Regions from separate parts of the Zea mays genome. Here regions 1 and 3 are each linked to region 2. Evidence: chromatin contacts called from public Hi-C data. All regions are on one chromosome and are shown on one strand. Each heading gives the region's core, a stretch centred on a gene start, on an enhancer-like site or on the middle of the called end of the contact. The rest is flanking DNA. Distances are from core to core; before and after follow the strand shown. Region 1 overlaps LOC100284665 (glucan endo-1,3-beta-glucosidase 6). Region 2 holds the start of LOC100191839. Region 3 holds the start of LOC100275160 (Myb family transcription factor PHL6).

What was found. A called contact is a pair of places that touch in the nucleus more often than the background predicts.
Region 1: a contact with region 2 is called in a Hi-C map of bundle sheath, with 4 times the contacts expected there. The contact joins the enhancer-like site here to the promoter of LOC100191839 in region 2. A contact is called at or near these places in 2 of 25 Hi-C or Micro-C datasets (bundle sheath and tassel).
Region 3: a contact with region 2 is called in a Hi-C map of bundle sheath, with 6 times the contacts expected there. The contact joins the promoter of LOC100275160 here to the promoter of LOC100191839 in region 2. A contact is called at or near these places in 3 of 25 Hi-C or Micro-C datasets (bundle sheath, ear and leaf mesophyll).

What each region holds. Positions count from the first base shown.
Region 1 is chr5:80,007,757-80,012,096 of Zm-B73-REFERENCE-NAM-5.0, reverse strand. LOC100284665 (glucan endo-1,3-beta-glucosidase 6) reads right to left here. Exons shown (of 2, transcript NM_001157560.2): 2 at 2,784-4,023. The coding sequence ends at 2,901. Among protein-coding and RNA genes, the nearest start is that of LOC100284665, 5.3 kb to the right of the region's middle. Within about 2 kb of position 2,921, at least 20 of the 20 cell types and tissues checked have an H3K27ac peak or open chromatin away from gene starts, as enhancers often do. A contact at or near this core is called in bundle sheath and tassel, where this site is marked.
Region 2 is chr5:79,343,538-79,347,881 of Zm-B73-REFERENCE-NAM-5.0, reverse strand. It overlaps LOC100191839, which reads right to left and starts at 1,907. Exons shown (of 4, transcript NM_001158370.2): 1 at 1,348-1,907. The coding sequence starts at 1,638. It overlaps LOC103626596 (probable methyltransferase-like protein 15), which reads right to left. Exons shown (of 5, transcript NM_001301525.2): 5 at 3,733-4,344.
Region 3 is chr5:79,862,352-79,866,612 of Zm-B73-REFERENCE-NAM-5.0, reverse strand. It overlaps LOC100275160 (Myb family transcription factor PHL6), which reads left to right and starts at 2,856. Exons shown (of 8, transcript NM_001149317.2): 1 at 2,856-3,009; 2 at 3,087-3,955; 3 at 4,105-4,261. The coding sequence starts at 3,332. LOC100277472 reads left to right here. Exons shown (of 6, transcript NM_001151021.2): 4 at 139-208; 5 at 309-397; 6 at 499-886. The coding sequence ends at 633.

The DNA of each region.
Region 1 (4,340 bases), core at 1,672-4,171, 660 kb before region 2:
TATATGAACAAACACGTGCATTTCCTTATATAGCATTAAGGCTATACGAATTTAATACTTCCCAAAACCATTAACAATTATGTTGCCTGTGACATGTAATTATTTCAAATGTAGCAGTCATATAGCAGCAAGGAACATAACATATTTAGTGAAGTATAACACAGAAAATGTTATGACTCGTAAGGGCAACGTGTGGCAATGACAATTAAATAAAAATGAGTACTAGGGTATATAGATGTTTGTCATAGCTGCCTATTGACTTATAAATATTCTTGTTGTATCATTAGTTCATGGACAGAATATACAAGCAATGCACTGCATGTAAAGCAGAAACAAAACTTTAATGTCAGGGTTGTAGAAAACTTTGAAGGATACAAAAAAACAAGCAATGCACTCCATGTATGCACAAACATTACTTTAATGTGAGGGTTGTAGAAAACATTGAAGGATACAATAAAACAAGCAATGTACTCGATGGAAGCATAAACATAATGTACATAATAAAGAACTGTGTGGTCATACCATAAGTTGCTGAAGAAAACAAAATGTTGATGGACAGATTTTGTGAAAAAGGTGAGGGTTGTACACATTACTACAACAAAACATAAAGTAGTTGTTATAACAATATACAAACCAACTATATCAAGGTCCACAATATTTATGTATCCTCTAGTCGTATACAAGGGTGCCAAAAAATTTGGGATGAAGTAGAGGAATACAATAAGGGACGACATACACCTAACAATTATAATGAACATCATTCATACTAACTAAGGAAGTAATGGACCCTCTGATATGTTCATGACAGTTTTAAGAAGTTTAATAAACAATAAACATTACCCTTGGTTGGGTAAGGTAACACATTTTGCCTGACCTTACGATGAATTTTTCTGGTACTTTAGTAAAATGAGCTGTTGTTGTGCTCAGTGGGGATCAAAAATTAATTCGCAGAAGACTTGATACTTTTAGGCACTAGCGAAGTAAATCCGTAGTGTAGGGATTACAAATTAATGCAATCTGCAGGCCATTAGGCCGTAATACTTTGCACTACCATTCCTTGAAGTTAATATGGAGGATATTCAGCGGGTTAGTACGGTAGAAATGTGTAACCCTAAAAGGCACACCAGATCCGTGGAGTGTTTTGAACTGGGGAATAATCGGGTGTTGTCGGATGAAATCAATTACGGTTGAAAGGATTAGTCGATTGGTGTAGTAATTACTTCATCAAAGATGTGCGCAAGAAGAACAGAAACAATAGGAGTCGAAGGGCGTACCTGAAGATCCGAAGATTTGGGCGCACAGAAGAGGAATCGAAGCGAAGATTTTCGGATCCGAGGAAGGCGTCGATGGTCGGAGCGGCAAACGAAGCAAGCGCTCGCGACGAACCTCGACGGAGTCGGATTTGCGGCCGCTTCGTCTTCGGTCGCGACCGGAGCTGGTTGCTCAGCACCTCCACTTCGTCTTCCAAAGATCCGACGGGGACCGGCGCGGGCGCAACCTTCCCGCGGAGGAATCGCCGCCGCCTCGCCGGAAATCGCCGAATCGCAGACGCCTCGAACGGGAGGGAAGACGAGCGCGAAGGTTCCGGTCGGTGGCGCGGGCGGAGTCTTCCGCGTGAAGCAGGCAAAGGGGAGTGCACAGTGACGCCCTGCATCTGGCGTGAGAGAGAAGAGTGTCGCGGCGGAGGGGGGCGGGTAGCGGCGAGCGCTGCGGCCTCAAGGGGTGAACAGTATCCCCTATTTCGTGTACAGTTAGGGGAGGGGAGGGGAAGGGGGGAGCGCTGCAGTCAGTCTGAGGGGGGAGTTGTACACTTGTACCACATGCCATTGCTGACAGTCTGAGGAGTGATAGAGCTCCAGCAAATTTTAAGCGGCACATTTATTTTGTACATGCTTAAAGATTTATTTCTAAAGAGATCCTTATAGGATGAAATTTTAATTAAATTTATAGATTTGAATTTTTTTAAGGGTGTATTTGTACCCGTGTGCTCTCCGCTGTTGGCCGCGCGTTGCGCCGGAGCCACTTCCTCCTCCGTGTGCTCCTCATCAGCGCTGCATGTACATGTACTTGCCGAGCAACCGTGTGGTGCGGTTCCAGACGTAGTACACAGGTCCGAGCTGACCTTCGTGTTCGTGCGCTTTGCTCCTGAATCGGCGTGACGCCTCTGCGCAATTTTGGATCGAGCTTGACGCGTCCGCTGCGCAGCTGGTCTGAACCGAGCAAGAACTCGGCGCGTCACCGTCGGGGGACAGCACGAACGCGACGAGCCAGGAGAAGCCGCCGTCGTCGTCGAAAACGACGGGGACGGACGCACGGCCACACGGGTGTGACTTGTCTCCTACTCGGCTACTCCTAATCAGTTCAGATTCCGAAACGACAGCAACCCACCAACCAGGCAGCCCATGCGCAAGCGGTTTGACTTATCGACGTGCGAGATGCTCATGCTCGTGGCCCCGCGTTTTTTTCGTTGCTAATGAATGATTCAGCAAAGGGCTGTCTGTTTCTACACCATGAGATGAGATCTAGGTGCCCCCCTGTTCCTGGTCAGTCAAGGCGCAGCATCCCTAGAGGCCCAGATATTTGCTGAGAAACCTGAGCAGAGCTCGCCCAAGTTGCAGAGGCCCAGTGGACGGCTCAATCTCAATGCATCATTCGTCGCTGTCGCCGCAACGGAACTGACGGATCAAAGCTAACAGCAACAATCAATCAAGAACGCCTGAAACCGCGGTCTGCGGTTTCCTCGCCAAAGAGAAGAAAAGGAAAAGAGGGGCGGAGGGGTCATAGAGGAAAGAGTTTCTAAATGAATGGCACTGACAACACACATCTAATATCCTCAAGCTGTTGTCAGACTGTTTATGCGCTCACTGCCACCCCACCCATCCCTCGCAGAACCTCTGCGTCTAAGAGAAGGACAGGGATAGCTGGAGAACCCCAAGCAGGAGGAACAGGAGGAGGTTGCTCCCAAGCCCCTGCAGCCTCCACGAGAAGGCGGAGTCGACCTCGATCATGACCCCGAACCTGCAGGTCCCGGTGCTGGGGTCCTGGCCCGTGGTCGTCGCGAGGCCCTGGAACCCGCAGGCCACGTCGTCCTGGTCGTTCTTCTGGAAGTAGTTGTTGAACGCGTACGAGACGTTGCCGCGGATGTCCAGCATCCCGCACGACGTCTTGTAGCCAAGGCTGGTGCAGTCCGCCATGGAGCACGCGTATCCCACGTTGTCGGCGAGCTTCGGGTCGTTGAGGTTCACAGAAGGCTTCAGCACGCACCACTTCCTCTCGAGGTACTTCACGCCCTTGGCTCTCACGAGACCGCCGCCCGCGTTCGACGTCCCCAGGTTCAGCTGGTACTTGGGCAGGCCGTCGTAGGTGAAGATGCCCCAGTGCCGCTCGAAGTTCCCTGGCTGGATGCTCTTGTCGTCCTCGTCGATCAGGCTGAACAGGTAGGCGTCGACGGGTCCGGGCCGCATCGGCGTGCCCCGCCCGGAGGCGATGTGGGTCATGAAGCCCTGGTTGAAGCGCTGCGCCATCTGGGCGTTGGCGTTCCGGTCGCCGTCCGTCGGCCACCCGATCTCGCCGACGATCACGGGCAGGTTCCCGAACCCGTTCTTCTTCAGCGCCCATATCAGCGTGTCGTGGTTCGCGTCGAACATGTTGCTGTAGGTGAAGGAGCCGTCCACAATCGGCGACGAGGCCCCCTCGAAGAAGGCGTAGTCCACGGGGAAGTTCGGGTCGATGTAGAGGCTTATGAACGGGTAGATGTTGACGGTGAAGGCACCGCCGTTGTCGCTCAGGAACTTCACTATGGTGAGCATCAGGTCGTGGATGTCCGTGCGGAAGTCCCCGTCGGAAGGCTTGGAGGTCGTCGAGGAGTAGACATCGGCGTTGAGAGGGCATGTCACCTTGACTTGGTTGCCCAGGCCGGCTTTTATGAGCGCGCCTTGTATGTTCCTGATGGCGGGGAAAGTGGACTGCAGGAAGCTTCCGTTGTATGTCTCCAAGAAAGGCTCATTCCCGACTGCAACATACCTGATATAACAACGCAATAGCGCAAATAAAGAGGTGAGGCCACAGCATCATGCAGAACATGAAGCAAAGTACTATATTGAATATTCATATTTCATTTACTACATGATGTGCAAATGGAAATGGCATGCCATGCTAGTTCAAATGAAATGCTGATACGTGTTCCCACAACTCATAAAGCAGGCAGCGGACGTTAGAGGTAAAACTAAAGGTGCCCGATTCAGATTAAATGGAAGTGTTAGTGCTATAGTTTTACGTAAAACTGCAAGGGTGTACTTAACAACCACGGCAGAACTTCACGCAACAAAAGTGTTAAATTA
Region 2 (4,344 bases), core at 658-3,157:
TGTTATAAAAAAAAGTGTGTTGCAGACCTCAAAAAACCATGTATGTAGTACACATTAAGTTAAATAGACCTTCAAAAGTCTAATCTCATATTCATCTATGATGAAGTGCTACCCTAAAACCAGCTTCAATTTACAACTCCATGTACTCTAGGGAAAAAAATCAAAGCCACCAAATTGATCCACTTCCTCGACTTGATCATCTCTTCAGTTTTTATTCAACTTTGTACTATGAACATATGATTAGTACCACTGCTTGCTAATTTTGACTCTCGACATCTAGGGCATTGTTGTAGTGCCAGCTCTGCTTGATCTTATCCTTAGCTATATTTAAGTCTGTGTACTACATACATGACTTTTTGATGTTTTTTTTTAAAAAAAACTGGCACATGATAAATTCGGATGTCCCGTGTCCTCTAAAAATCTCTAAACAAGTAACGCAAATAGTCAGCACCAAGTATTGATCATTAATATTCCTTTTAAACTCAAACGATCAGTTGATTAGAGTAATGTTTTTTTAGATTAGTGTTCTGCTCATCTTGTGCAAAGAAACAGCAGATATTCAAAAGTATCTAACCACCGCATATCTCTAGACGCCAGACTGATCAAAGAACATGATGGGAAATCAAAACCACCACCCTACAAGACGAAGCCTCGCTAACAAGTTCCAGATGGCCCTCCACATCCAGAAGAAAAGGCCCTGTGTTTCTGTAGACAGAGTGACAGCAGATAGGTGCAAATGGCGAGTACTGGCAATTTCTTTCAAATGTTTCCTTTCCAATCGAGTTACTCTGGTGCAGTGAGGATCGATAAGAACAGTTTTTTTTCTAAGCATTTCCGCTTGCTGATCTTGTATCATCGCACATGCATATCAAGCATTTTCTAATGCATATCTTGCTGACTTTTTTTTTTGTGGTAGCTTCACAATCGGCTTCCTGCACTTCATACAGTAAAGATATATATAGGTGAATAAAGTGTTTTGCCTCCACCGCTACCTGGGTCGTCCTCCATTTACAGTTTCCCACTGCAGCACTAGACAGCAAGCCAGCAAGGTATTCCCCTCCTTCTGCTTGCTTGCATAGAGGCACAAAAAAAAACGCATAACAAATCGAGCAGCAATATACGATGCGCGGGACACGGCACGAACGGGGCACCGGATTCGATGCTTAGAATCGCGCAGCTTGATACGCGGCAGGCAAGATCTGGATCGCGCCTGGCTGTGGCAGCAGCAGGTTGACTCTACTACGGACGAGCTAGGAAGGAGTCGACCGCGGTTGCCGTTGATCGAGCAAAGGTGCGAGGGAGAGGAGGGCGGGGAGGGGAGGGGAGCAAGCTGAGCGCAGTAGTAACCTGGAGGGACTGGAGCTCCTGGTCGAGGCGGGCGATGGCGGCGGAGAGGCGATGCTTGCCGACGTAGCCGACGTTCCTGGCGAGCGGCGGCGGCGGGCGCGGCTGCTGCTGCTGCTGCGGGCCGGAGTACGGCCTCTGGGCCTGGTGCCGCCGCTGCTGCGGCGGGCCCTGGCCCCGGTGGCGGCCCTCGTCGTCGCCCTCCTCTTCCTCCGCCTCCTCGCCGTCGTTGTCCGCCTCGTGGTCGTCGCCCCGCTGCCGGCGGTCCTCCACTCCGTTGGCTTGCCCCCTCATCCCGCCGTCCTCCGGGAGCGGGTTGTGGTCGGCAACGGCAAGTGGACGGACGGAACGGAAGGAACGATGGGTGGGTGGGTGGATCTGCGTGCGAGTAGCTGGGTATAGTAGAGAGAGGCGGGAGTGGCCGAGTGGGTTCTGTCGTGCCGTGCAGTGCTGCCCGTTTTACTGGGAGTCAATCAACTAACCCAGCCAAGCAGCCAGGGAAGGGAAAGGGAGGCTGGGAGCAGCGCGCGGTGCGACGGTGATGGCGACGCCGACGGCGCGCGGGTGGGTGGGTGAGTGGGTCAATGGCTGGCTGGTGCCTGGTACCAGATAGATACAGAGAAAGAGATGGATAGGAGCGGCCGAGCGGGAAGGGATGGGGGCCCGTTTGACCGGTCAACGTTGCGCGGCAGCAGCGGTCGGTCAGTCAATTTGTCGGAAAAAATTTGTTGCAGCCCGGCTGCAAACGATGATGTTTGCAGCCCCTCACAAAAAGGAAGATAGAGCCCACCTGCAGGTCCACCAGGTAACGTTTTAGTTGTCTTATTAACCTGCAGGTGGGCCCTATCTTCTTTTCTATGAGGGACTGCAAACATCCTGGTTTGCAGCCCGGCTGCAGCAAATTTTTTTCCCAATTCGGAAAAAATTTGTTGCAGCCCGGCTGCAAACGATGATGTTTGCAGCCCCTCACAAAAAGGAAGATAGAGCCCACCTGCAGGTCCACCAGGTAACGTTTTAGTTGTCTTATTAACCTGCAGGTGGGCCCTATCTTCTTTTCTATGAGGGACTGCAAACATCCTGGTTTGCAGCCCGGCTGCAGCAAATTTTTTTCCCAATTTGTCACCGAGTGCAGCGGCAGGCCCGCAGCGGCCCCAGCAGGCAGCAGGCAACAGTCTGTCGTTTTTTACCCGAGCCACCTGGTCGTAGTAGATACCCTCGTTTCATACGAAACAAAAAATAAATAAAAAAATTGTAAGGGCCTCTGCTCTTAATTCATGTGGTTTAGTGGGATTGAAAGAGTTTAAATCTTAAATAAGTTAAAATATTTTTATAATATTTTTTCTAATCTCTTCTAAGGGGGTGTTTGGTTTGCCCCTGCTAAAATTTAGCCATTATCACATCGAATATTTGAACCTTCGTTGGGGGTATTAGATGTAGTCGGATTATAAAACTAATTTCTCAGCCGAAGATTAAAAAGTGAGACGAATCTAGTACAGTTGGTTGGGTCTATATTTCATACTCCTATTTGAAAGTCAAACGCTTGATGTGACCCGGGCTAAACTTTAGTCCACAGAACCAAACACCCCCTAATCCACATAGCCTAGAAAAGCAAAAAAAACAAGCCTAAGGCCTACTAGGTAACAACAAATGCTGGTGACAATTGAATACTACATGACACTTACATGGACTGCCCTGCCACAGCTACTACAGCTGTTCGAATTGCTGCAGGTACAATATATAGAAACAAAATACTATATAAGCCGCAGTCAAATTAAAACTACAGCAAGTCGCAGAAGCGAACAATATATTTCGGGGTCAGATAAACACCCTTGGGTTTGGTTTGGTTATATGAATACTATTGGGTACGTCGTAACAATCGAGTGCTGCCACTATTTGAAAGCCAAGGGCAAAACAATCTTTTTGAGAGAGAGAAAATACTTCAAGAAAATCAGAAAAAATTAGAAAAAAATTAGAAACACAATGAACTGTTTCTCTTCAAGCTCTCTGCATCTTGCGCCACTGGAAAATGAATTTCAGCTAACACGATTAGTCTACCACTGGAAACATTTGTCACAACAGACATGATTAGTCTACTGTAGGAAACATTGTCACAACCAGGATCACATATTTTAATTAGAGGACGAATATTGCAAAAAAAAAAAAGCACCGACATATTTCAAATTTCCGAATGATGCGCAAAGGCTATAACATTCTACCAAACAGAACATCACCCTGTACCTGTACTTCCCGCCGGGTCCCACTGCCCAGCTGTTGCGGCGGTATACATGTTGATGGCCTTACATTACAATACACAGCAGCAGAAGGGTACAGCTAGATGGATGATCAGATCAGTAGCTCATTGGACAGGTACAGCTAGATGGATGATGTACCAGGAGTGAAGGAGGGCTCGAAAACCCTAAGGGGGTGTTTGGGAACAAAGTTTTTCTGCAGTTTTGGAAGAATACTGCAGTATTCTCAAATACTGCAGTATTATATACATAATGGTGTTTGGCAAGCTGGGTAAAATCTCTGTTTTCAAAACTGAAGTATTGCAAATACTATAGTTGTTTTAAGGCATTCTAAACTTAGCTCTGGACCTCAGTTTTCAAAACTGCGGTATTATAAACTACGGTATTGTCATAACTAAAGTATAGTATAGTATTTCAAAAACTGTAGTTTTCAAAAACTTTGTTCCCAAACAGGGCCTAAACTGATTATCGTGTCTTGCAAGTGAAAGGTTTACAGAGTTCATGAGGCGATATACATGAACGAAGTTCAGAAACTGATGCAGATACAGTGAGTTTTTTTTCGACTAACCTAAGCCTCTAGATTTCTTGTCGAGGATAAATAGCACCACCACATCCGGCTGATGTAAAATTTCTGGTGATCCAGACTGCAGCTGGCTGTGCACGCAAGTGAGAATCCCATTCACATTTCTCTGGCTATAAACAACTACACGCCGATGTGCCCAGGAATCCTTCAAAATTTATCCGAAATTAT
Region 3 (4,261 bases), core at 1,607-4,106, 520 kb before region 2:
TATTTGTGACACACTACCGTGGATGGAATCTGCTTGGGTGCCTTGCCTTGTGCAAGCCATTTGTTTCTTTGAAGTGTCTCTGTGGTTCTGTACTGTGACAATTTAACTTCTGAATATAAACCATTGGTTCCTTTGCAGGCCTTTCAGGTCACTGTCCGCAACAAGAAGAGAGTAGGATATAACTACGAACTAAGCTTGAGATTTAAAGGTAGACATCACCACACATCATGTCACTCACTCAAACACCGTCTCCTTAAAGCCCTTTTTATTGCTATTACTGCAGCGTAACTAACGGTAGCGCTTACCAGGTGAATGGTTAGTTAAAGAAGAAAACAAGAAGATCAAAGGACACTTAGACATTCCCGAGTTCTCGTTCGGTGAGATCGATGACCTGGAGGTAAAGCTGCCACACTATCATGTACCACCACTGTTTCCAACATAATGCTGGATGGCATAACATCCATGGCGAATTTTGTCATGTGCCACCACTGGTTTCAGGTGCAAGTAAGGTTCAGTGACGACAAGGGCCTCGCATCCGACGACAAGGCACGGATCTGCAAGGATCTCAAGTCCTTTATGGCCCCGATTCAGGAGAAAATGCGCGTGTTCGAAGAAGAGCTCAAGGGTAGATAGCGAGCATTAGCGAGAATCGGCAGTGCTAGGTGGGCGCTGCCGTGCCCGTGCTGGAATGATGAGTAAAACATGTTGACGTCTTGTGGTGTCTCCACGTTCTAAAGTCGTCTTCGGATGACTGGGACTGTCTGTGTACTGATGCTATGCACTTCCGGAGATGAGTATGTACGGTTACGAACTGCCTAAACCGTCTCTTCGTCCTAATCATTTTCGGGATATGATGGTAGTAGAGAGATTTAGGGCTTGTTTGGTTCCTAATTTGTTTTTATCTAAGGTTAGTTCTTTAATTTGGTCGACTAACCTTAGACAAGTTATGAATAGTGGTAATGAATCACGATCTAAATGCTTCTTCATAATGAGTTAGGAACTTTAATTAATTTTAGTTTGACTAAGGTTCAAATTTGATTCGATTCTTCCATTTTATAATAATATAAAATTAGAGCCCATTACCTCACCTCTAGACAGTTAGTTAGTCGAGAACTAAACACCTCACCTCTAAGCCTAGTACAGTTAGTCGAGAACTAAACATGCCCTTGATATATTTAAACGTGAATGCTATGGATATAGGTCGAATCTTGATCTAGAATTCTGGATAAATCTGGCATACCTTGGGTCTGTCCTGACCTCTTCTCATCTCATGGTTCACCTCGGCCACAAACCTTGCAATCACCACTTCTCTCACCGTCAAGCAGTCTCCGTCAAAGCCAATCAAACCATCATTTCACCCCCTCCATATATTTTTTTTCTTCTCACAGCTTTTCACCCTTGCACCACAGAGTGACAGAGATATCACAATGCTATATTCGCATAAACCAATCTTCCAAATCCTAGCAATTTTTCCACATCGATTCAAGGCAGCTCTTCCGTGACATTTTTGGACTATGCTATGGCCTAACTAGGAATGATAATAGATCACGATACACATGTTTCTTCACAATAAATTAGGACACTTAATAAATTTTAGTTAAAAAATAATAGAAATAGAGTCTGATCCTAATTTATTTGATTCTTAAATTTTATAGCATAAAACCTAAAGTCCGTTACCCCAACTCACCATCCTACTTTTTTTCTTCTTCTCTGTTGAGTGGGCAAACATGATTGGGGTAGGAACGAGTCACCTGATTATGCAGCAAGTGAGCATGTTCACTTGGCTGGGGATCTCATGAGGGGCAGACACCTGTTTCTTCAGATTTTGATTTTGACGTGGGTGCATAAGTATACTGGTGACAGTTTTCAAAGGAAGTGCTTACTTGTTTAGTGGAGAGTTTGTACAGGCAAAGCAATTTCGGTTAGTTGCCTTAAAAAAAGAAAAGTGTTCTGTTGAGCACTATTTGTGGCACTGGACACGGTCGGACGGTCTGACTCTGAGGACCGGACGGTCCACGAATAGATCAGATCAGACGAATAAACTCCTATCTCCTTGCGTGTTTATTTCTCTAATCTCGCGGGAGCTATTGGAGAACACATAGGAACGGGTCTAGACCTTCCCATTGTATATTTGAATGAGTACGGCCGATTGAATAACCAACAATCGAATCAACAATCAATTTATTCTCAGTTCTTTATCTTTTGCCCTAGGAACAGACAGTAACATAGATTTCTCTCTCTAATCTTTACCTCTCTTCGGCATGATCCAGGACATTAACACAATTCTCTTCAATTTAATCTTCACCTCTCTTCAATTTAATACTCAGTTCTCCTTCTGACAGGGTCTCTTCTTGAGCGAGATCCAGATACTGTTGGCGAATTCCGTCGTCTTTTGCGCACGCGCAGACTGTTCGGTTCGTCGAGCAAAAACCTTATGCTCTGTGCCAAGTTACGGACCGTCCAGTCCTAAGCCGTAGACCGTCCGTGCTGCGGTAAAGAACACCGCCGTTGATGGCCGCCGATACTCATCGTGATTGACGCTACGCCAACGCATACCTAGTGGCTGCTTGTACGTACATGCACGCGCGCGTACGCTGATCCCTGGCCCTGAGCTAAGCAACGTGTGCCTATGCATACTACGTGTGTTCCCAAAACTAGAAGCAAGCGGGGACGAAATGCTTAGCAGCATAAGCAAATGAAAGCAGCCGCAGTTTATTACTAGCAGAGAGGCAGACGACGTCAACCAGCGGTGCAGGTGCGCTTTGCAGGCTACCACCACGCCAATCATTTGCCACAAGCCCACAAGAGTAGACTAGTTATTATAAAAGCCAGAGAGAGAGAGACGGGAACGGATAGGAATAGGAGCGGGGGAGTCCGAGGATAGGCAACTCATTGCTTCTGAATCTCTCTCCTCGTCGCGACGAGATCCTCTGCATCTCTACTTCCCCGGGGAAGTAGCTGCTAGCGTGTGGGTCTGACCTCTCCTCATCCCGAGTTCTTCATTTTCAGGTAAGTGGTTTGGATCTTACCGCAGCATCATTTTTTTCTTTCCTTCCATGAATGGTTGTTTGGTTTCTCCTCCTCAGAGTTAGCTGCAGTCCCAGACTCTCGTTCTCGTTCCTGGTCTTCTTCTTCCTCCACCATTTGTGCTTGTGCTGTTTCAGTGGTCTGCTTGGGAACCGAACCACCATGAACCTTGCGTGGGCTCTGCATTCCTTTCCTTCCGATTCCTGCTGCCTCTGTGTCTCCTCCAATCCATGTGACGTGAAGCAGCTATGATATATATATATTTTTTCCAGAGTCTTGACTCTTCAGGCCCAGAGGCTCCGCAATGAACTTTTTGGAATCTATTGCGGTGAATGGACACAGAGACCGACAGCATGGAGGCGTCATGAGCAGACAGAGCATGGTCGCCGTGGAGCAGCTCACCGGCCCTGCCAGTGCCAGACCCGCTCACACGTGCGCTGCTCAGCCTCATGCTCACCAGCTGCTCAGTGCTCGATACGATCACCGTGGCGCGTGCGCGTCTCAAGTTGAATTACCGGACCGGATCTCGCCATCCAACGCTTCCACGTTCTGCACGAGCATGTACTCGTCGTCGTCGTCGTCGTCGGCGGCGGCGGATTCCTCCAAGTCGTGCCGGCGGGCAGGCGCTCTGCCGTTCCTGCCCCATCCTCCTAAACGTGAGCAGCAGCAGCAGCAGCAGTCATCCAGCTCTCCATCACTGCTCGTCTGTACTGACCTCGGCAACGGTGGTCAAGACGAGGCTGAAGCTGAACATCCGGCTGAGCTCAAGGACTTCCTGAACCTCTCTGGAGAAGCTTCATGGAGAGGCGGTTTCCATGGAGAGAGCAGCGGCGTCGCTTTCAGATTCGGAGAGCAGGTGGAGTTTCAGTTCTTGTCTGAACAGCTCGGGATCGCCATCACCGACCACGACGAGAGCCCTCGACTAGATGTGAGCCCTATAGTTCCATTCCATGAGCTGCCGCCATGTTAAACACTCCCAAAGGCCTCCCTTTTTTTTTCACTTTGTTATGACGAGTAAATTGTGCTGTGAGCCCGTGAAACTAACCCGCCCCTCCCCTGCAACCTGTTCTTGGTCAGGACATATACGACAGGCCGCCGCAAACCTCTTCTTGTCCGGTACTGTCTTGCTCCGACCAAGAAGAAGGTCTCCAGAGGGCAGGGTCTCCTGTTAAAGCTCAGCCGAGTTCATCTCGAGCTGCATCATGTAATAACAAGCCAAGACTGAGGTGGACTC